Linked DNA regions of Mus musculus: region 1 is linked to region 2. A link is a contact called in public Hi-C data. All regions are on one chromosome and are shown on one strand. Each heading gives the region's core, a stretch centred on a gene start, on an enhancer-like site or on the middle of the called end of the contact. The rest is flanking DNA. Distances are from core to core; before and after follow the strand shown.

What was found. A called contact is a pair of places that touch in the nucleus more often than the background predicts.
Region 1: a Hi-C map of epidermal suprabasal cells shows a contact between it and region 2, with 2.4 times the contacts expected there. The contact joins the enhancer-like site here to the promoter of Irx2 in region 2. A contact is called at or near these places in 1 of 15 datasets of contacts at CTCF or cohesin (the NIH/3T3 cell line) and 5 of 484 Hi-C or Micro-C datasets (embryonic fibroblasts, epidermal suprabasal cells, mammary gland and 2 more).

The regions. Positions count from the first base shown.
Region 1 is chr13:72,713,397-72,718,064 of GRCm38.p6, forward strand. No RefSeq gene overlaps it. Among named protein-coding and RNA genes, the nearest start is that of Gm41001, 46 kb to the left of the region's middle. Within about 2 kb of position 1,530, at least 16 of the 459 cell types and tissues checked have an H3K27ac peak or open chromatin away from gene starts, as enhancers often do. A contact at or near this core is called in epidermal suprabasal cells and trophoblast stem cells, where this site is marked.
Region 2 is chr13:72,626,095-72,630,404 of GRCm38.p6, forward strand. It overlaps Irx2 (Iroquois homeobox 2), which reads left to right and starts at 2,726. Exons shown (of 5, transcript NM_010574.4): 1 at 2,726-3,219. The coding sequence starts at 2,968. Gm20554 (predicted gene, 20554) reads right to left here and starts at 2,470. Exons shown (of 1, transcript NR_030701.1): 1 at 1-2,470.

The DNA.
Region 1 (4,668 bases), core at 280-2,779, 86 kb after region 2:
AGTCTGTTAATGTTAGGTCAAAACTCCATATGATTACAGAACTCTTAGCGTTACAGCCAAAACCAATACAGATCACAGTCAATGCATGTAGGTAGGCTTCACTGACTGAAGAGGCCTGAGGAGGTAATAATGCCATCTTTGTGGTGGTTTGAAGCTAAACCACAGTGGATGATAGAAATAACCTCAGGTTCCTGTGGCCAGACCATGTTCACCAGCTCCCAACATCAGAACTCAGCAGGTACCACCACTCAATGGGAACACAGATCACACAGTGGCCACTCTCCAGATCTGGTTGGTTCTGTTACTGTCTGATAGACTGCTTCTCCTGGGTCCTCATTAGGTTGGGATCTCTACTTTCAACTCTGTGCTTGACACGTAGGGTCCTATCCCCAGCTAGGTTTTGTGTGGTCTTCTTGCCTTCCTGATGACAGGCTGGAGGATGGGGCATGGTTTGGGTCCTGCTGGTGAAGAAAAGGACATTGTAGATGGCTACCAGTGTTCAAAGGCTCTTAGGCATTTGAGAGTTGCCTTAGTGAGGATTAGCCTGGTTGTCATTGTACATGCCAAAGGTTGAGAGGAAAGCGGATATCTGAGGTCCCCATGATGACTTATTATAATTCTCCACGATTTGAGGCAAATCCTATTGAAAAGAACAGGGATCAGGGGCTGAAGGTTCTTTCCGAGTCTCTGTCTAGTGTCACTGTATATAGTATCTGCTACATAGTATACTATGTCCATGGTATAGGGACAGAGCCAGTGATGGAGCCAAATAACCACAGGCACAAAGGACAATACCAGTCTCTCCCCACAGGGCTGGGGAGATGGCTCAGTTGGTTGGTTTATCATTTGTTTTGCAGTGTGAAGTTTTGGGTTTTATCCACAGAACCTACATGTTAAAACTTAGGTATGGTGACTTTGCAAATAAAACAGTGCATCCCTGGGGCTCATTGGACAGACAGCTTGCCTATTTAAGAAGTTCCAAGAGACTCAGCCAAAATACAAGGTGGGTAGCTCCCAAGGAGCAACACCTAAAGATTTTTTTTTGCCTCTACGTACACACATATGAATATGTACACACACACACACACACACACACACACACACACACACATACACACACACAGTATCAATCTCTCCTTGAATAGACCCTTTGTCTGGAAGGGGCACAGTCAGTGGAGAGATCATCTGTTACTTCTTCTTGGTCCTCACTTTCATTTCAGCAGGACAATGACTCTAGCTAGCGTCAGTAACAGAACGGGCCCTGAGATCTGATAAAGATGAGCCATACAGAATTGCTATTCCCTTCTCAGTTCTCACCTGTGTATTTTACTGGTCTCAAGGAGGTGGAAATCTGTTCCCTCCCATGAAATGGCATGCATGGCAAATGCGTGCTTGGTCGTCACGTTTTGTACAGGGTGACTGACAGGACCAGAGCTGGCAAGTGAATGCTCTTCCACGTCCTTGTTACTTGGTGGGGACAAGACAAGGAGTTTCTAGTTTCAGACTGACGTGAACAGAGAGATGAGCTTCCTAAAGGAAATGAGTCAGAGGCACAAGGTTGGGAAAATTCCTGAAGACCAACGACTGCTGATGGCCCCAGGACAGCTGGGAAGCCGTGGGTTGCTATTGGCACTGGCTTTGCCAACACCTTCCAACAGGTCCTGTTTGCATAGATTCACATCTGCTAAGCTTTGCTTCCATGTGAAAGCATCCAGGGCTCAAAATCAAAGCCGAGTCCTCTACAGTCCTTGTGTGACATCTGTTAACAGTAATTTGTCAGCTGCACCTCTGAGAGCAGGAAGGTAGCATTGTTCGTATTCCACAAGGGGGCTGCTTTTGGTTAAGCTGTCGGAAACAAGAGGGCTGTTTCCTGATTTGCCCAGATTTTTTGTTCTTTCCTTTTTAACTTTTTCTTTTAATCTCTCCATCACATGATCCCAAAAGGCATTGTGCAAGGCCAGCGTAAGGCCTTCCACTCTGCAGATTGCCTGAGGTCTGCTTGCCTTCCTCCTAATTGACCTGGAGAAGGGGCATTTACTTAAGAATAGTTACTCTTGAAGGAAAAGTTCTCCCACTAAGTGGTTTTAACTACATAAGTAAAGAGGAAAGGAGAGGAACTGAACTCTCACTTGGTGTAGTAAAGGTAGTTTTATTCTTTGAAAACAACTCTGCTTGGAAGGCCCCAAGACTTTGGTAAACGGCAGTAGCCATCTCTGAAACAACAGAGCAGTTAATTCCAGGAAGCTTCCTGGTTCTCTTGACAATGGCACAGTGGCCATTGAAGGTTTATATCTTCTGCCTGGAGAGAGAGGAGAGAGAGAGAGAGAGAGAGAGAGAGAGAGAGAGAGAGAGAGAGAGAGAGAGAGAGAGAGGGAGAGAGAGAGAGAGGGGGGGGGGGAGAGGGAGAGAGAGAGAGAGAGAGAGAGAGAGAGAGAGAGAGAGCCTCCCACTGCCCTGGCTGCAGTCACTTTACCCTGTAAGTATTCTGTGATTCGCCCACACAGACTCTCTTTATGACGTATGGACTTGTAACAACTCTGCCAAGGGCCAGGACTTGGTCCTTACAGATACTGAGCTGCTGGGATGACCCAAGGAAGGCAGTGGTGTCCAGAAGCCATGCACTGGACCATTGGAAGGAAAGTGAGGTGAACTTCCACAAGCAGATGTTCTCTGAGCCAATGCTTGATACACACTGTCCCTTCACCTACTTCTCAAGTAGCTTGTGGACCTGGGATCTTGAGCTACCAGGATAAGAGGTTGAGTTTCCTTCCTGGACTTGGAACAAGTGAGAATAAGTTAGAACAAGACTCCACTGTCTTAATCACCGAATCTTCAGGGCTGAGGTCAGCAGTACTGCTTCCGGGATTGTTCTGCCAGCTGTTTACTCTGGGACACCCGGGGACATAACTACCCTGTATTGGATTTCTGCTCATTGTTTGAAATTTTCTAAGAGGCTTCCCACTCCAGGCTTAGAACCAGCCTTAGCACAGTTTCTGAGAATCTCCCACAGGGCTCTTAAGAGGGAAACAGATTGGCTGGAAAGCAGAGACCTGGTGTCCCTTGAAACAGACCCAAGATTCAGCTGCCTACACATGTGCCCTTTCACCTGACGAGCTGGGCCCAGCCTTCTACAGAGAAGCAGCAGGCAGAGATTTAGAAGAGATCTGAACACAGGAGTTGTGAAAGTGAGAGTGGCGGTTGCCCAGAGAGTCAAGCCTAAGCAACGACTTCCTGGTGAACTAAACTTTTGATCCTGGTAGGCATCTGCTTGTTGACAACTTCAGGTCAAGTTCCTGAGACCATCAGAGTCAGAAAGAGGACAAACTATTACCAATTAGGGATCATGGTAATTAAGGTTGAAGAGGTGACCCTCCAGCCTCCAGCCTCAGAAAGGACTTCCAGGGGTTAGTGTGATATAAGAGGTGCCCAGTGAGGCACAGTGAAGGGAGGGTGGGTCAGCCAGGATGGGCCCTGCACAGCAGCCTGGAACAGGACTTATTAAAAATTTCCACTCTGAACTCTTTTCAACCGGAGAAATGTTTACATGAGCCAGAGTATATATAGCCATAAAATAGTACATAAATCAAATATTTATTTATAACAAATCACAAAGACACAAATAAAAGCAATTCATATATATGGCCACTTCTTAAAGACAAAAGCTAATTTAAATAATAACGTGTCTATTTTTTACAGGAAAAATCAAATCTTGATTGAATTTTAACACTGTGGGACATGGAACATCTACAGTGTTTTTCAGAGTTGATTGAGATTTTAATCTTAGAATCTGAAAGTATCCTTTCAACACAGATACTTTGTACAAAACACCATAAGAATGTTCAAGGCCATTTCAGAACTTGCCAGGAATCCTGTCCTAATTTCAACACCAAACTCATTGAACAGTTTTAAACATGAAGCTGAAACCATCAACTCAAACAGCAGGTTTTAGAAATTATTCTAACGTAGCACAGCTCAAAGGCCTCATAAATTCGTACTTCTACGCTGTGATGGGCAGGCTCTAGAATCACCTGAGGGAAACAAGTCCCTGGGCATACCTATCAGGGATTGCCTAAATTAGCTCACCTGAGATGAGAAGACTCACCTTTGGTGTGGTTTGTATTCTTGACTGTATATGAAAGAGAAAATAAGTATTCCTCTTTCTCTGCTTCTTGACTACAGATGCCGTGTGATCCCATGATCTGGGCACCATGGTTTACCTGCCCTTGCTGAATTGTATTCTCAAACCAGAATAAGCTCTTTCCTTCTTGAAGTTGTTTTTGTCAGGGTATTTCTATCACAGCTATGGGAAGTCTAACTCTATGCAAACCAGTGAATCCTGAAGGCAAGAGAATATTAAGTCTTTGTTTTCTATAATTAAACCATTGTGTTTCTGTCAGGGCATAAAACTACATCTACACAGTTAAAAACAAAAACGAAACCCTGCAATTAATAAAACATAAAACAATAGTCTCAGGTCTAAGCAGAAGTGTCTCAGGCAGTGTCATTGTGTGCTGTGATTGTATGCACACGGCAAAGTGCACATGCAGTCGTCAGGACCAAGGTTGCAGTAAGATCTGCAGTGAAGTCACAAGCCATTCCCACCAGAAACCCCTTGGACTCACTGAGCATTTTTTTATTAGATATTTTCTTCATTTACATTTCAAATGC
Region 2 (4,310 bases), core at 1,476-3,975:
GGATCATTCGTGTAAACCAGAGTTTTAATGCGCCAATAACAATGGGAACTCACGAGCTAATGTCCCTGTATAGGCATTTTAATGTGCCACAGTCACTACCAATAAAATCGGCATGTAGTCAGATTCGACTGTTTAATTACACGAGGTAGGCTGTTTTTATTAGTAACAGACAGCAGTATGGACATTTTAAATTTTGGTGAAAGATAATTCGTGGAGGAAATACGGGAGGTCTTGGTCTTGATAGGTTGTACTGAGCAATAATAGGGTTGTACTTTCTCAATGTCTGTGGGCAGGACGAGGCCCTCCAAAGTCAAGCACATTTGTATGGTTATGTAATTAATGTCTGAATCAGCTGCATATAGGCATAAGAACCTGCTCCATTCTACTGATATATATAGAGAGAAAGATGTGTGTGTGTGTGTATACACACATGTATATGTATATACATACTTATGTATATACACGTACATATGTATATATACATATACACACATATATGTATAAACACACACTGCTTTCTCCTCCATACATACCTGGCACAAGTCACAAGGAAAAGGTAGGGTAAACTCCACTGAAATTGAAACCAGGACAGGAAACTAATCTTTAGAAAAGATTAAGATCTGGACAATCATTCTCCTGGTAAAAATTAGATACTTCATATAAAAGACTGAAACCAACCTAATTGGAAGCTAAGAGCCTTAGTCTGACTTGTGGTTGTTTCCAGTACAGGACATCTCACCTAGGGCCCCTTCCCAAAAGAATCTCTTCCTGCGAAAACAAAAATGTCTGAATAAACTGATCTGGCTCCACCCAGATGCCCTGTTCTGGGGTGCTAGCGTGGTGACCTCTTCCTTCCCTTCCCTTCCCTTCCCTTCCCTTCCCTTCCCTTCCCTTCCCTTCCCTTCCCTTCCCTTCCCTTCCCTTCCCTCCCCCTCCCTTGAATGAGTATGCCCCACCCAGGGTCTTTTCTGTAGATGCTAGACAGTAAATAACTCAGGGTATAAAGGGGAGTGGGCTCTGCACAGGCACCGAGACTGCTGAAAGGGGTTCAGAAGTTCTGGGGGGTGGCGGGGGGGGGGGCAATAAGGGGAGGGTGTATGGTGGTGGCAGTGTTTGAGTAGAGTGCCTGGAAAGTTCCTACCAAAAGTGATAAATTTGCTTGCCTGCCTGCCCGGGAAAAATTGTCTCCAGTCCATCACTACAATTGATCCCTGGTTCCCTGGGACCTGGACAAGACAAAAAGCAGCCTGGCTGACTACAGCATTCATTCGGTGTCACGGATCTGGCTGCTGCAGGAGCTGGAGCGCCACGATCCAGGCCTAAGCAGAAGCCAGGCGCTCACAGGCAGGAGAACTCTGCCGCCCTCTACTAGCTTCAGAGCCCACCGAGAATAAAATGGAAGCTCAGGCCCGCGCGCCAGGTTTCAGAGTCCTCGTGCTCTACCTAGCAAGCTTCAAGGAGACACCTGTTGGGCGGGCGCCCCCTCCCGGGCCAGCTCACACCTGACCCCTACGAATCCCAAGCGCCCCCCATTGACGCTCCTTTACATCCAGCGTACTAGTGCCCATCCTGGCCATCGACTCCCCTCACTTGGGGAAAGGGAGCAGGTATGGTCGAGAAAGTTTAGGGGCTGGGACCTAAGGGCTCAAGGGACCCGCGAGTCAACTCCTGGACCTCAGGTTACCTGAACCACCTCACGACTGCGACACTTCACAAGCTGGCCCATGTCCTTTCGGGAAGTGGCAGTGGATACTCTAGCAAAGTCAAGTCAGCTCTCCTGACAGGAACCTCTCCCCCAATTTCGAACAGGCATTCAACTTAACAAAAGAAAACAAAAACTCTTTTTGGACCAGAGTGGCGTTTGTTGAAGCGAGTCACTCACTGGCGTGTTCCAGACGTTAACGGACATGATGTTCCTAACACGGCCTGAAATCTTCTCTGTGGACTTGGACAGAAGCCTCACCACGGGGCCTCCCACAGCTTCAAACCGAAACGCTCAGATTCCGGGTAGATGCTTGGCAGCCCAGGCACCAGGAGCAGGAGACCGGACGGGAAGCCACACGGGCAGCCTCAGCCTGGAGTACAGGCGGACAGAGGACTGTAGAAGTGGGATGCCCAGGCAACTCTGCAGGTGTCTCCACACTGCCCTCCATCTCCCTGCGGTGTCTGCCCTGGACACCGCATGCGACCTGGGCTGCTATCTTCAGGGTGATGAGGGGTGCCCGATCCGTATGTTCTCCAGGTGGATCGGACCTGGCCCGACTGCAGGAGGCCTTTGCTGACCAGTGCTAGGCGAGCAAGAGCGCCGGCAGTGCCCGGATGGGGCCCCGGGAAGGAGAAAGGTGGCTGGGCCAAGGCGGGAGTCGGCGGCGGGGTGCGCGGACGTGGCTGAGAGGATGTGCCAGTGGGAGGGGGTGAGCGCTACGCCCAGTTTGGCCAGGCTGGGCTTCACCGCTGCAGGCTGCGGGCCGGGGCGGGAGTGGAGAGAGGCCGCTGCGCGACAAAAGCCTGCACGTCCCTCCCTCCAGCCTCTGGCTGCCACTCCTCCGCCTTCCCCTCCACTTCCCACCCCTCCGCTCTCTGCCCCTCCCCCGGCCTCAGCGGGGCCTCGGCGGCGGGCGGAGCAGGGGAGGGGCGGGCACCAGAATATGCAGATGAGAGTGTGACGGACAGCTCGGCGTTCCAATGTCCCTCGGAAACTCGAGCGCTCCTTCCTCAACTCCTCACTCCTGACTGCAGACTCCCCCAAATCCCGACCGCCGGCCTGGCGCGCGGCTGCGCCCACCGGCTCCGCGCTGCCGCTACCGCCGCCCCGCCGATCCTCCAGCCCCGCGCCCAGCCTAGCGCCCACCAGCCCAGCCTGCTCCGGCCCGCGGCCTCGGTGCGCCCCGGCCGGGCGTGGATGGAGGGCGCCGCGCGCGCTGCCCGCTGCTCCGTGTGACGCGGGCCCCGCGCCCCGCGCCCACCATGTCCTACCCGCAGGGCTACCTGTACCAAGCGCCCGGCTCGCTGGCGCTCTACTCGTGCCCCGCGTACGGCGCGTCCGCGCTGGCGGCGCCGCGCAGCGAGGAGCTGGCGCGTTCGGCGTCGGGCTCCGCGTTCAGCCCGTACCCCGGCTCGGCGGCCTTCACAGCGCAGGCGGCAACCGGCTTCGGCAGCCCGCTGCAGTACTCGGCGGACGCCGCCGCCGCCGCGGCTGCCGGCTTCCCGTCCTACGTGGTAACTGCTTTGGGGTGGGGGCTGGGGAGACCCGGACCAGGGAGTGAGTTGAGCTGAGCGCTGGGGACGCGTTGCGGGTGGCAGCTCCAAAGTCACCAGCACCCGTTGCCGCACTAAACAAGGGACGGGACTGACCTGCAGAGCTCGTAGGCTGATTTCCCTTGAGCTCGTGCGAAGTGCTACTCCACCCGTGCCTGGGCCAAGAGTAATCTCTAATCCGCGCGTGCCGATTGCTGGGGCTGCGAAATCTGTCCACTGCTCTCCGCGTGGTTCCAAGCTGAGGGCCCCGGCTGCCCAGGCCTCTAGGGCCAATGCCGCAAGCTTTGGGTTTCTTGGCCAGACTGGTGGCGGCGGGGTCACGGGGTGGGGGGGTGGGGATGCGGGTGGGGGGGGGGTGGGGTGGGGATAGGCTGAGCCTGTGGCTCTCGCCCTAGACCCAGGCCGAAGCTCTTTAGTGTTGGCCGTTTTCTGTCTCGCTGACCCGGCTTTCAGGGAAAAAAAAATAATGTGTTAACGGGTTTGGGACCCGCTAAGTGCTGCCAGAGTTCGTAGTAGGCCTATGGGTTCCAGCTCCGTAGATCCGGGATCTGTCTGAGCATCTCTGAGTTCTGAAAACAGGCCCCGCCAGAGCGGGTCTTGGCAGTTTTGGGGTGTGTGAAGACATTGTGTATGGGCGGAGGGGGTTTGCTCTAGGTGGAATTCCCTGGGTAGGAACCAGGCCTTGGGAAAAGGTTACAAACCTCTCCTAGTTAAACGTTAAAGGATGAATTAAAATGCTAATTACTACGTAGTTGAAGAATTGGAAACGCTGACTGGCTTCTGAGTTGCAAATTGGATTTACTCTGCTTTAGAGGGTGAATAGCGGAGTGGGGTTCCGAAGTATTTTTTAAGCTACATAAGGGAGGGAAGGGAAGGAGGGAGCAGAGCGGGAAGCCTATGATGAAATTTAGATATAAAGAAACTACTTGCTGTAGTGCGGGACTATCCAGATATGTTTGCAGACACTGTTCGCGCTACTCGGGAAACTATGTCGTTTTAGAAAAAGTAAAGTGTTAAAACAAAATCCTAGAATCAAATGGCAATAGTTTTGT